Linked DNA regions of Rattus norvegicus: region 2 is linked to region 1. The links are chromatin contacts, called in public Hi-C maps. All regions are on one chromosome and are shown on one strand. Each heading gives the region's core, a stretch centred on a gene start, on an enhancer-like site or on the middle of the called end of the contact. The rest is flanking DNA. Distances are from core to core; before and after follow the strand shown. Region 1 has its middle 14 kb from the start of Map2k6. Region 2 overlaps Map2k6 (mitogen-activated protein kinase kinase 6).

What was found. A called contact is a pair of places that touch in the nucleus more often than the background predicts.
Region 2: a contact with region 1 is called in a Hi-C map of liver, with 4 times the contacts expected there. The contact joins two enhancer-like sites. A contact is called at or near these places in 3 of 12 Hi-C or Micro-C datasets (kidney and liver).

The regions. Positions count from the first base shown.
Region 1 is chr10:95,855,481-95,861,664 of GRCr8, forward strand. No RefSeq gene overlaps it. Among named protein-coding and RNA genes, the nearest start is that of Map2k6, 14 kb to the right of the region's middle. Within about 2 kb of position 1,616, at least 20 of the 93 cell types and tissues checked have an H3K27ac peak or open chromatin away from gene starts, as enhancers often do. A contact at or near this core is called in liver, where this site is marked.
Region 2 is chr10:95,966,143-95,971,906 of GRCr8, forward strand. It overlaps Map2k6 (mitogen-activated protein kinase kinase 6), which reads left to right. Exons shown (of 12, transcript NM_053703.3): 8 at 1-65; 9 at 1,485-1,562; 10 at 2,939-3,078. Among named protein-coding and RNA genes, the nearest start is that of Map2k6, 96 kb to the left of the region's middle. Within about 2 kb of position 2,364, at least 11 of the 93 cell types and tissues checked have an H3K27ac peak or open chromatin away from gene starts, as enhancers often do. A contact at or near this core is called in liver, where this site is marked.

The sequences.
Region 1 (6,184 bases), core at 366-2,865:
TGCTCTTAACCTCTAAGCCATCTCTCCAACCCTTATTTTTAAAATATTTTTATCTATTTTTTTCTATGACCAAAGGCTATAGCATTGATGGTAATAGCTTCTTAGACTGTCAAAATAGGATGTCTTCCTCCCTCCTTTTTTCACTCCCTTCCTCCCTTCTTTGCTTCTCTCTCTTTTTCTTTTTCTTTTCTTCTTTTTCCCTCCTTCAGTGATGAGGATTAACTGAGCTGTACTCCAAAGCCCCAAAATCCATCTCCAAGAAAAAACAATTGCTGTGACTACCAAGTATCTATAGCTATCTAAAATTGATTTTACAATCAAAAGTCTTTCTATCTACAACACAAGAAAGTACATGACTTCAGAAGAAAAAGGTCGACAAAGGTGATAGGTAGGTCCATTCTCATCCCTATTCTGATCTTCCTTGCAAAACAGATCAAACGAATGACTGAATGAATCAGTGAATCAGTGAGTGAACAAATGGGTGAATGAATGAATCAGCGAGTGAATGAATGAATAAATGAATCAGTGAGCTAATGAACAATGAAAACAGCATTTGAATAACTAAAGAGGCTGACTGTCATATCTCTGTGACTGTATTTTCCCTCTCGGTCTGTTGGGCCAATCTGTGGAGTTATACTCAGACTTTATTTCTGCTCGAAGTTTCACTTTAGGTCCTTGTTCCTTTACCGGCCTCTTCTCACTCCACCCCACCTCCACCCCCAACCAAAGAGTCCATCCAGTCACAGAATTCGACAACTGGTCTGATATACCTGGGTGAGCATGTTGGTCTCTTAGCAGCTAGAATCCAGCTATCAGTTAATTTAAAAAAGGAGATTATTAAAAACTTTCAACCGGCCATAATTTTCTGCACTCAGAGCTAAAACAAGACTTATAAGCGTCTACCCTTTTTTCTGTCTTGGTTGCCTTCTGTGCTCTGAGTTCAGTAAAACAGGCGAAGTTGCCTTACACCAGAGCTTACACACTTAGAGAGTGCCCCAACGCTTTCTTTTGGGTAGAAATGAACTCAAGGCTTAGTTTGACTTTTTTTTTCTTGTCGTTGTTGGTTTACTTGGAGACAAGAGTCTTTCTGTGTAGCCTAGGCTACCCTCAAACTCTCCATCCTTCTGCCTCAGCCATCTGGCTGCTGGCACTGCGGCTCTGTGTGTCACCACACCTGGCTTCAAAACTTGAGTTTTTCATTCCCCTCTTCCTCCTAGCTTTTACACAGGCACACCAGAGCATTTATGGCTGTTATATAACAAGGTCCCGGGCAAGGGCATGGTGTTCCCACATGCAGAACTCTGCCCTGGGTGTGGAATGTGACAGAAGCAAGTTTAGGCAGGACTGCGCCCCCAACCGTGGAGGAACTTCAGGGGAAATTTGTGCAGCAGACAAAACAACCAGTCTCTGGGCTCAGCCCTTGCAGGTTCATTTACACGAAAAGGGAAGCAAAGCCGCAGTGCAGGGGCTGCGCTTCTTGTGAGACGTGGATTTGCACGTCTGATTATTTACCAGGCGGTTAGGAACACTTTAAACACGAACACTGCTCCTGCCTGTGTCTAGGGACTCAGTTCTGCAAGACACCATTGGTGCAATTAAAGCCGGCGTCACTGTGTAAACATCCCCGGAGAAAGGCAGAGGGAGCCAAGGCTCAGGGTTACTCTGAACTTTGGAATCTCCTACATTACTACTGTGTGTTTGCACAGCGTGCTAAGAGTCTGGGTGGGGTCACGTGGAGTCACGTGACGGGTCCAAATGGAAGGCAGTTCTACTCAAAGCTCCAAGCATCTCTTCTAAGTAAAACAAAACAAGCAAACGGCTACCCGAAGCCAAGGGGATTAATGCATTGTCCTTAGGCGACCTTCTCACTTCCATTTGAAGAAAACAGGTGGTTGGTTGCAGTCAGAGTGCACACAGATTCGCGCTCTGATCCCCAAACCTAGGCTAAGGAAGATAAACAGGCCAATAGCATACTTGCTTTCGGGAGAAGAACCGAGATAACCCACGTTCTGAACTAAGGCCCACATCCTCTCAGCCCTCCGCAATCCACAAAGCTCGCTCACTGTTACTTATTGCTGTCGATGCTCCTTGGGAACTGTTTACAGCCACTCTGTGAATCCCCAAATAAAATCAGTACACACAGTGGGCTGCTTCCTGAGGCTCATCCTGGGGACACTGTAAACCTGACCCATTTGGTTATGTAAATGTTACAACAACAGGGAAATGATTTCCTCCCCTCTGTGTTTGTAAAACTCAAGAGTGCTCATAACCTTCAGGGAAATTGGCCTTTGTTCCGGGAGTATTTCAAGTGCATCACCGAAATTGTCTGTTCCAATGAACACAGAAATAGAACGAAGAGTGTGTGCACACAGCGACTTGAAAGACGATTTTACATTAGGTGTCGTTCTGCATCCAAGGCAGTACTATAAAATGGATGGAAAAGGAGACTGGAACACCACCCACCACTGAGAGTTATCGCTCTCCAGGTCTTCATTTTCTCTAGGAATGATTATTTAATTTTTAACTTTATTTAAATGGGTGTGTGTGCAGGTACCTGTGGAAGCCAAAAGGTGTCCGATCCTCTAGAGCTGACGTCACAGGCCGTAGTGAGGTCCCTGACATGGATGGTCGGAAACAAACTTAGGTCCTCTGCAAGAGCGACTCTAACCACTGTAGGGCCTCACCAACCCTCCGGTGATCTTGTTTTTTTTAGGTACCGTTTTCCAGAGACAAGGCTCAGTTCACTTTTGGAAGGGGGGGTTGTTGATAGATTTTTTTTTTAAAGATTTATTTATTGTATATGAGTACACTGTAGCTGTCTTCAGACACACCAGAAGAGGGCATCGGATCTCATTATAGATGGTTGTGAGCCACCATGTGGTTGCTGGGATTTGAACTCGGGACCTCAGGAAGAGCAGTCAGTGCTCTTAACTACTGAGCCATCTCTCCAGCCCTGTTGATAGATGTTTAGCCCTGCAGGAACTTATATGTCTTTAATGGAATTTCAGGCATCCTGAAAAATGAAATCTTAATTTTTTTCACTTGTTATCTTTTCAAAACCAATACTTCCTAAAATAAGTTGACCAGAATAAATAAGTAAATGGTTAAATGTATGTGCATTTTTCCTTGAAGTAAGAAACCTGGCTTTAGAAGTCATAGCAACCAGAGGAAATACTAATGACATTTCTGAAAAATGTGGCAGCATGTATGTTCTGCTTAGCATAGGTTAGGCTTTTGAAAATTTTTTTGAATATGTAAAAATTTTCAGTATAATACATTCTAAGCTTTTAGGCTTTGCATATTTTTACAGAAGGTTGTTTATGATTGACTTCCCTTAATACAAAGAGGGAAGGCTGTTCAATTTCCATATAGAGACAGGCAGGCTATTGATATGTAGCCCAGGCTAGCCTCATACTTAAAACTCTGTTGTCTCAGCCACCCAGGTGATGAGATGACAAGTGCCACCACATCCAACTTCCTCAAGGATTCCTAAAACTCGCTGCGATGGAAAGCAAAGTATTTAGCTAAAAGGAAAACCATCTAAGTCCCCCTCCCCCCCACTTTCTTGTTCTTCTCCTGCCCTGTTTAATTCGAAACATATTATGTGGATCACTTTGGACAGACATTAAACAATTACTTTAAATACAGACTCCATTGATCACTAATGAAAGGTTTTTGCCGTTTGATTAATAATGAAACATCCCTCTACTATTTATCCTTTAGATAAGAAAGAAAGTGGGAAAAACCCATCTAAAAGATTTTAAAATATGCTTAACGTAAGTTAATTGACAAGCTAAATATCAAAAAGGAACCCACCACTAGTAATGGCTACAAAGGAAGGACAGATGCAAATTCAACGGCCATACGAAGTACTTAGAGAGGCCCATCCTGCTGAAATGTTGGCTACTGAAAGATTTGGCGAGAGGGAGAAATCACCATTTTCAGCTGGGTACTTGCTCTGTGCCCGCCAAACTCCAGTGCATAGCTCAGAACCCCTGCTTATAACAGACAGCCATGGTTCAGCTCAATTGGTCCCAAAAATGAAACAAAAAAAGGACATGAATGTGGGCAAGGGGTTTGGGGCAGGGGATTGACAGGGATGGGAGGGAACACCGACTAGAATTCATGTTACACGTGAATGAAGATGTCAGAGAGTTAATTTGATAAGAAGAAAGAAAGAAAGAAAGAGAGAGAGAGAGAAGGAAGGAAGGAAGGAAAGAAAGAAAGAAAGAGAGAGAGAGAGAGAGAGAGAGAGAAAGAAAGGAAGGAAGAAAGGAAGAAAGAAAGATAGATATAGAGGCAGGGTAAGTAAGCCAGAAGCTCACAGCATTAAGGCCTTAAGATCCTCAGGTGATCACAAATATTGTTATTCCTTTAGTAAAAAACCACATCCTAAGTCCTGCTGATAGGCTTGGGACAACTTTCTCCTCCCCTCATTAACCACCACCAGGGCCTTGCTGTATGCCTTGTTCAGCTCTGACACCCTGTGGCCCAAGGCCTATGTGATTCATTAACCCTAGCTAGTCCTTGTTTTTTTAAAATCCATTTCACTCTGTGGAATGAAATTTTCTCCAGATGGTCTCCATTTCCTCTAAGCAAGCATCCAACAGTGTTTTGATTTGATATATATATATATATATATATATATATATATATATATATATATATATATATATATATTTCTCCTTCTTTTTCTTCCCATTTGTCTGAGAGTCTCTATTCATATTTCTTCAAATTGGTAGTTACATTCTAGTTTCAGAGTTTTCTTTCCTGTGGCTTTAAAATAAGAGGTTTTCCCTCCTCCCTTTTCCTTGATAGGATACAGATATGCACATTCTATATCAAATGCCTTCCTTCTCAAGAAAGGAAGTGTGGTTCCAAGCAACACAGTTACACCCAGAGTTAAAACCCTCACCAGCCGGTCTGGAGAGCGTGACTCTGTTGCAGAAGGCCTGTGTTTTGATTCCCAGCACCCACATACTGGTTTATGACTGCCTGAAATTCCAGTTCCAGGGACCCAGTGCCCTCCTCTGGGCTCTGAAGGCATACAAGCCATGCACAGACATGCATACATGCAAAGCACACATACAAACAAAACAAAGGGGGGGAAAAGCTCTCAATAGGATTTTTGGAACACACAAGTACCAGCGACCTTTCTTAGTGCTTCGAAATACTCCTCTCACACGGAGAGGTAGGTCCTATCACTAATATCTTTTCAAAGGTGATGTAAAACAAAGCATAGGAAAGTGATTTGCTAAGCCCAAAGCCATAGCAACCATAAGTTAAGAGATGAAAAGCCAGCACAGGCTTATGCCTTATCGGTTAAATTTACTCTTCCCACTTAAAATTGAATATCTGAGGAAGAAAAAAATTATCCAGAAGACATCAGAATAATTTTTCATGCAATGCATGTTAACTCCTTATTTTAAAAATGGACTTGAGGCAGGTGGCAAGAGGGCTCTGTGCTTAAGAGCACACAGCACTGTCTTGAGGGGGATAAGGGCTTGGTTCTCAGCAACCGTGTCAGGCGGCTCACAACTGTCTGTAATTTCAGATCTAGGAGGATCTGAGGCCTCTGGCCTCCAAGGGCACCTTATGTGTACTTAGCCTCATTTTCACTCCCGCAACATGCACACATTGTTAAAACTAACTAAAAATGGACTCAAAATACTCCTCCCCCCAAACATATTATATACACTGTCACTATCAGCCAATAAATTACATCTTTTAGCTCTCTGGTGCCGATTGGAAACAAATCCGCACCGGGGCTAGAGAGATGGCTCAGCAGCTCAGGTTGAGCACTGCTCTTGCAGAAGACCACAGTTGAATTTCCAGCGCCCAGATCGCATGGTTCATGACAGCCTCTAGCTCTAGATTGAGAGGGATCTAATGCTCCTCCTGGCCTTCTTGGGCAACTGAATTCATTTGTGCACACTTCACACACACACACACACACACACACACACACACACACACACACACGGAGAGAGAGACAGAGAGAGACAGAGACAGACAGACAGACATTAAAAAAATAACTCTACAAATAAAAGCCTATGCCTATTGATTATGTAAATGCTTGAACCTGAAACAACTGAGCGAGGTCTGCGTCCGGACTGGAAAGTACATTATTATTTTGGTAACATCCAGTTTGATGTTATTTAATCCTATTTTCAAAGCCTTTGTT
Region 2 (5,764 bases), core at 1,114-3,613, 110 kb after region 1:
TCAGCGGCTACCTGGTAGACTCTGTTGCGAAAACGATCGATGCCGGTTGCAAACCATACATGGCTGTAAGTACCTGCACGCAGCATGCATGGCTGCGTGGGTGCTCGCACGTGTCTGGGAAATGCACCTGCTGGCAAAACCGGGCTAGAAAATACGAAATGCGTGCCTAGGATGGAGAATTGGGGTGAATCTCAGGTCTGAGAAAAATCCTGCCTCGTGTCATTTTCTTGAAGGTCTTATGTCAGAAATCATTAACACTTGCTCCAAATATTGTCTTCATCCTTTGAGGTTGCAGTATCAAAATATCATAAACTGGACACCTTACAGAACACAGTTTTAATTTTTTAAATTAGTTTTTTGCTCTGGGAAGTCCAAGATCAAGATATTGGACTCAGTGTGTGGAGAGGGCCTGCTTCTCTTTCTTATTTGAGGCTCCTTGTGTCCTCAAGTGGTGAAGGGAGCAGGGGATCTCTCTAAGGCTTCTTTTATGAGGATACTAACCTCATTCATGAGGAACTTAGACAAATCCATAGCCATCTTATAGAGATAAGGCTTTCTGTCATGGTCACAGATGGGACAAGGTTTTTTTTTTCTATTTGTTAGAAGAATATTTATTTTATTGTATGTGAGTACACTGTAGCTATTTTCAGACCCACCAGAAGAGGGCATTGGTTCCCATTACAGATGGTTGTGAGCCACCATGTGGTTGCTGGGATTTGAACTCCGGACCTCTGGAAGAGCAGTCAGTGGTTTTAACTGCTAAGCCATCTCTCCAGCCCCAGTGGGATATAGTTTTAACACGTGCATTTCGGGATGGCACAGAGACGCAAACCATAGCATATATATGGGCTTTCAGAATTAGCTCCCAAGGGCATATTATTTGAAAAAGCATGTAAGTACTGTGCATTGCCACTCGGTGTCATACTCAGTGTCACACCCGAGTATTAACTTGATTGCTAAGGATGGGGAAACTTAAATTACCCACACAAGGCAGTTCTGGTCATGACAGAACGTCCAACTGGAGGAACACATTTATCTTGGAAGGGACTTGTGTTTGGGGTTGGAAATTTCTTGTTTGTGTTTGAGTAAAATCCCCGAGGTCTCTTAACATCAGACGGTAGCTACGAACTTCGGCAGGCTAGTGTGCGTTTTGAGCTGTTGATATTTTTACCAGGAATAATTGTAATGGATAGAGAAGGCTTTTGAATGTGTATCTTTGTTCTTCTTAGGGCAATTAAAATTTTTGGGGGGGGGGCGCGTGGATCCGAGTTCATTGCTGCCTCTGAAAAAAAAAGAGGCAGTATAAAAGAGGGAAGCCCTGTGGAGACATTTCATTGAGATTAGCCAGTCTTTTGGCCCTGGAGGCACGTTAACAGAATCAAATAACTCATGTGGCAATGGTACTGTCTCCTCCCGAGTCTTTACTGAGCTACATGGTGTTACAAATCATTTTTCCGTTTCTTAGCTGTCTGTCTCTTTTCCAGCCTGAACGAATAAATCCAGAGCTCAACCAGAAGGGGTACAGTGTGAAGTCTGACATTTGGAGTCTGGGCATCACCATGGTAACCTATATCATCATTGCGGGCCACAAGGTTCTGAGTGCAAACCCACAGACGGGGTGGGCTTTGGGGACCCAGAAACAAATGCTCCTGATACCACACTCGAGCACCCTCTCCTGTCTGAGAGAGCGGGCTGATTTCCAGGGCTGATTGTTGGCAGTGCTGTACAGTGGAAACCGTACAGTGAGGTCTGGCAGTCCAAATTTTCCTCCTTTTCTGACTTTTACCAGTCATATGACCTTCAAAGACTCACGTATTCTCACTGGCGATCTTCCTGATCGAAAAGGGATTAATAGTTTTTTTTTTTTTTTGGTAGTTTAAATGAAAGGATCAGGATCAAGACAAGAAGCTTAGGTTCCAAAACCAGGACAACAACAAAACAAAACAAAACAAAACAAAACAAAACAAAAAAACCAACCCCACCCTGCTAACGTGTCTGGCCTCTGATAAGCCAAGCACTAGGTCATGTACTTCATTTTAATATTTTGAGGCCAGATCTCACGTTGCCCAGGCAAAATTGAACTTCCGACCCTCGTCTCTCCACTCCCAAAGTCCTGGCATTGCAGGCACGCACCATCATGCATAGTTTGCTATCACGCTAGGGGTTGACCCCCGGATTCACGGCTGCTATTCAAACACTCTGCCAGCTGGGCAAGGTCCCAAACTCTGCACGGAACACTGTCCGGGTGGAAGTTTTGGCTGTTGAAGTTTTAGATCTATCCTCGGAACACGATAAGGGATACCGTACTTTCCCCAGCACGGCCACACAGCCAGTGCCTTATCTGTAACCTCTGTGACTGTACCTTTTTAGTATATCGCTGAGGTCTGGAATTACCCACTGCGGTCCTGGCTACTGCCCAGTGAGTTATTCCATGTCCCTGCCCAGAAAACATGTGATTCTGTAATGATTCTTGAGTGGCCTTCACTCAAGTCCAAAAAAAGATCAGTCAGTCATTGGGTCCTGGGTAACTTTTTTTTTTTTTTTTTTTTTTTAATGTTCCATTTCACCAAGAGACCTGTAGGTGGCACCAGAGGCACAGTGCTGCCAAAGTCTAAGAATTCCCATTTGGGCCAGAAGTTTGAAAAACTGGTTCTTTCCTGTGTTGAACTTTAATGCTGTTGGCTGATAAGTTTTTTTTATGAAATAGGTCCGGGTGTTATCAAGGGACTCATTTATTTAGGTAGGTGTAACTATTCGTCACTGGTAAGATAATATTTAAAGGAGCAGTCAGCACTACGATTTTGTGAGAACAGATTATTAGCTTGTTTTTCTTCCCTAATTGTACTTGATCTTCGTCTCTAGTCCTCCTAAAGGGAAACACAGCTGCTTCCTAATGAGCGTTCATTAAATGGTTGCCTCCCCCCTTCCCTCCTTTTAGATTGAGCTGGCCATCCTCCGGTTTCCCTATGATTCTTGGGGAACGCCCTTCCAGCAGCTAAAACAGGTGGTAGAAGAGCCGTCTCCACAACTCCCAGCGGACAAGTTCTCTGCTGACTTCGTTGACTTTACCTCACAGTGGTAAGAGAGCCCCTGCACCCACATATCTATGCCAGAGACGACAAGTCACTCTCACGACTCTCCTCCGTGGAGTCTGATCCATCACACACGCTCATTCCAGAAGCATCCTTGGGGTATGTCCTCTGCGCGCTGCAGAACATAGATAGTCCTTGCCTCTGCTCCCAGTTCCAAGGCTAGTACGAGCCAGTATTTATTTGAAAGCATTGGGGATCAGCGTGACCTGGGGAGGGTGATTGCATAGGTATCTGGAGGGTACAAATTCCCATGGGATTTTTTTTTTGTGTGTGTGTGTCGGAGGAAATAAATCCAGAGCTGAGGCCATGGGAGAGGTATTTCCCTAACTGAGGTGAGTAAGGAAGGAGAGGTGTTCCCATCGGAAGGATTGTACCTCATTGTATCACCAAAGCAAGAAAGCACTCTCCCAGACCCTGTGACGGCCAGTTTAATTTTCACCTTCACCCAATCTGGAGTCTCTGTTGTTTAGGACAGGTTGGCTGGTGGGCAATCTGTGGGGCATTGTTCTGATTCTGCTAATCGATGTGCAAGGATCCAGCCTAAAAGGGAACGGTGCCATTCCCTGGGTTTGGCTCCGGGACTGTACGAGGGAGAAACGGAGCTACGGATTCGAAACAGGGATGGGTCTGTTTCTCTCTGCTCTTGACCGTGAATGTGGTGTGGCAGGGTTTAAGTTCCCACTGCCACATCTTCCTGCTATGCTGGCCTTTAGCCTAGAGCTGTGAGCTGAGATAAATCATTTCCCCTTTAAGCCATGTTCTATCAGGGTATTTTATTCCAGTTACAGCCTCAAGGAGTTTGATATCGATTACAGCATAGGACCAAAGTTTAGCAAGGCATACGGGAAGGCTAGGGGTGGGGGATAAAGATTCCCTGGGACTGACTGAGAAGATTGTGGGCCATTCAAGGATGTCTCCTGGGTGCTTCCAAGTCCGGCAGAACTTTGCCTTGTTCAGAGCCCATGTTGACTGGGGATGCACTTGTCAGGGTAGGTATAACAGTACTGCCGGGGGCTTGGAGGCAAACCCAAAGAGGGCTGGAGCACGGAGAGAGAGGGAAATGACTACTATAGTTCCGAGGGGTTTAAAAGAGGACATAACACCTTCCAGATACTCACACGATTTCTGTCTACACGACGGCCATGATGCTTAGCGTCCTAGCGTAGCGGCAGCTGGGAGCAGGAGGCCCAGTCCACAGCCCGAAGTGGAACCGAGTCAGTGTAGATGGCGATCCTGGGAAAGCAGATGGGAAGCTGAGAGGGTGTGGGTGGGTCAGAGCTAGCGCTGGTCCTGTGTCTCTTGGAGCAAGCCGTTTCCCAACCATACTTGCCACTGTGGGTTGACCTAGACCTGGGAAGACGCCTTGAGGTACAGAGGATACTGAAGGAACCTTTGGTCTTGCGGTAGAAGCAAGAAGTTCTAAGTACAGCTTTTACTGGGGACCACGGTGAGACAGGGCAATGCTGTTTTGCCTAAGGCTCCTTGGACCCGTACTTGGTGCTCACCCACCCTCTTCCCCATCCTGGCGTCCCTTTAGAGTTTTACAAGGCTACCATAGCGCCTTATTGTGAGTTTTCATTTTGGCGGAAAGACCAGAGAGAGCTGGAATACTGGGCTCTAGGACAGTGTTATTGGGCATCTTTAATAAAAATGCGTCCTCCCCCCTCTTCGTTCCCCTGAAGCGCCTCCTGTTTCCCTTGAGTGATTTTTGTGTGGGCGAGGCGATGCATCTGCCACTTTGAAACTGGGTCACGATTTTGCTTTTTAGATTAAAAAACTTGACCGTTCGTGTTTTTATCTTGCTTCACTTTTTCCCCCTTTTATCCTCAAGTGTTTAAAGGTCACGTAGGAAAAGCCATGAGTCACGGTGCACGGTTGGCTCCAAGAGTTCTCAGGAGAGGAACCCGTGTAAGGAAGTGTCTTCAGGCTTCCCTTTCTATTTCTCTTCCCCTCCGGGACCCCTGCTCTAAGGATTCTGGGTATTTCATGAAGCTTTGTGAAGCAGAAGGCAGGCGTGAATGATTGTAAAATGCAGACTCTTCCTCTGTGATTCCCGTAGTCTTCCTCATTCATGGGTCAGTCACTGGCAAAGTTTGCCCAGGTGCTGACCCCTGAGCCCTACTAGCAAACTTCCCATGCAATCTCTCCGCATGTGGTGAGAACCCAGGGTTAGCTGTCAGTTCTGTGAACCTGCTGTCAGCTTCTGAGTCTTCCTGAGTGCTCCTCAGACATAAGTGGTAACATCATTCGTTACTTTCCCGTGTCAGACTTCGTTTTGCTCAGCTATTTACTTATTTATTTTACTTTTGCAAAGAATCGAAGCATTGAAACATTTTGCCAATATTTATTAAAAATAGTGTTGGGGCTGAGGAGAGTAGAACAACTTCCTGGTGTGTCGGAGGCTCTGCGTTCTGGCCCCAGTATACAAAACACAAGACCTTGAGAGACAAGCACGTGTTCTAATGTTAATGTATGCGCCCATGTGGGGAGAGTTGAGGTTACCCATGTTATTGATCTTTCTATAATGACCTTGCTATACCTTCCCTCCCCCATGACTCTCAGAATGCTCGTGGCTGCTCCTCTGGGATCTCTTGATCTTTTTCTATGAATTTCAGCTCCCAGACACCGTATTTTATTTATGTAACTATTTTGGGCTATTGACAAGTTCTGGC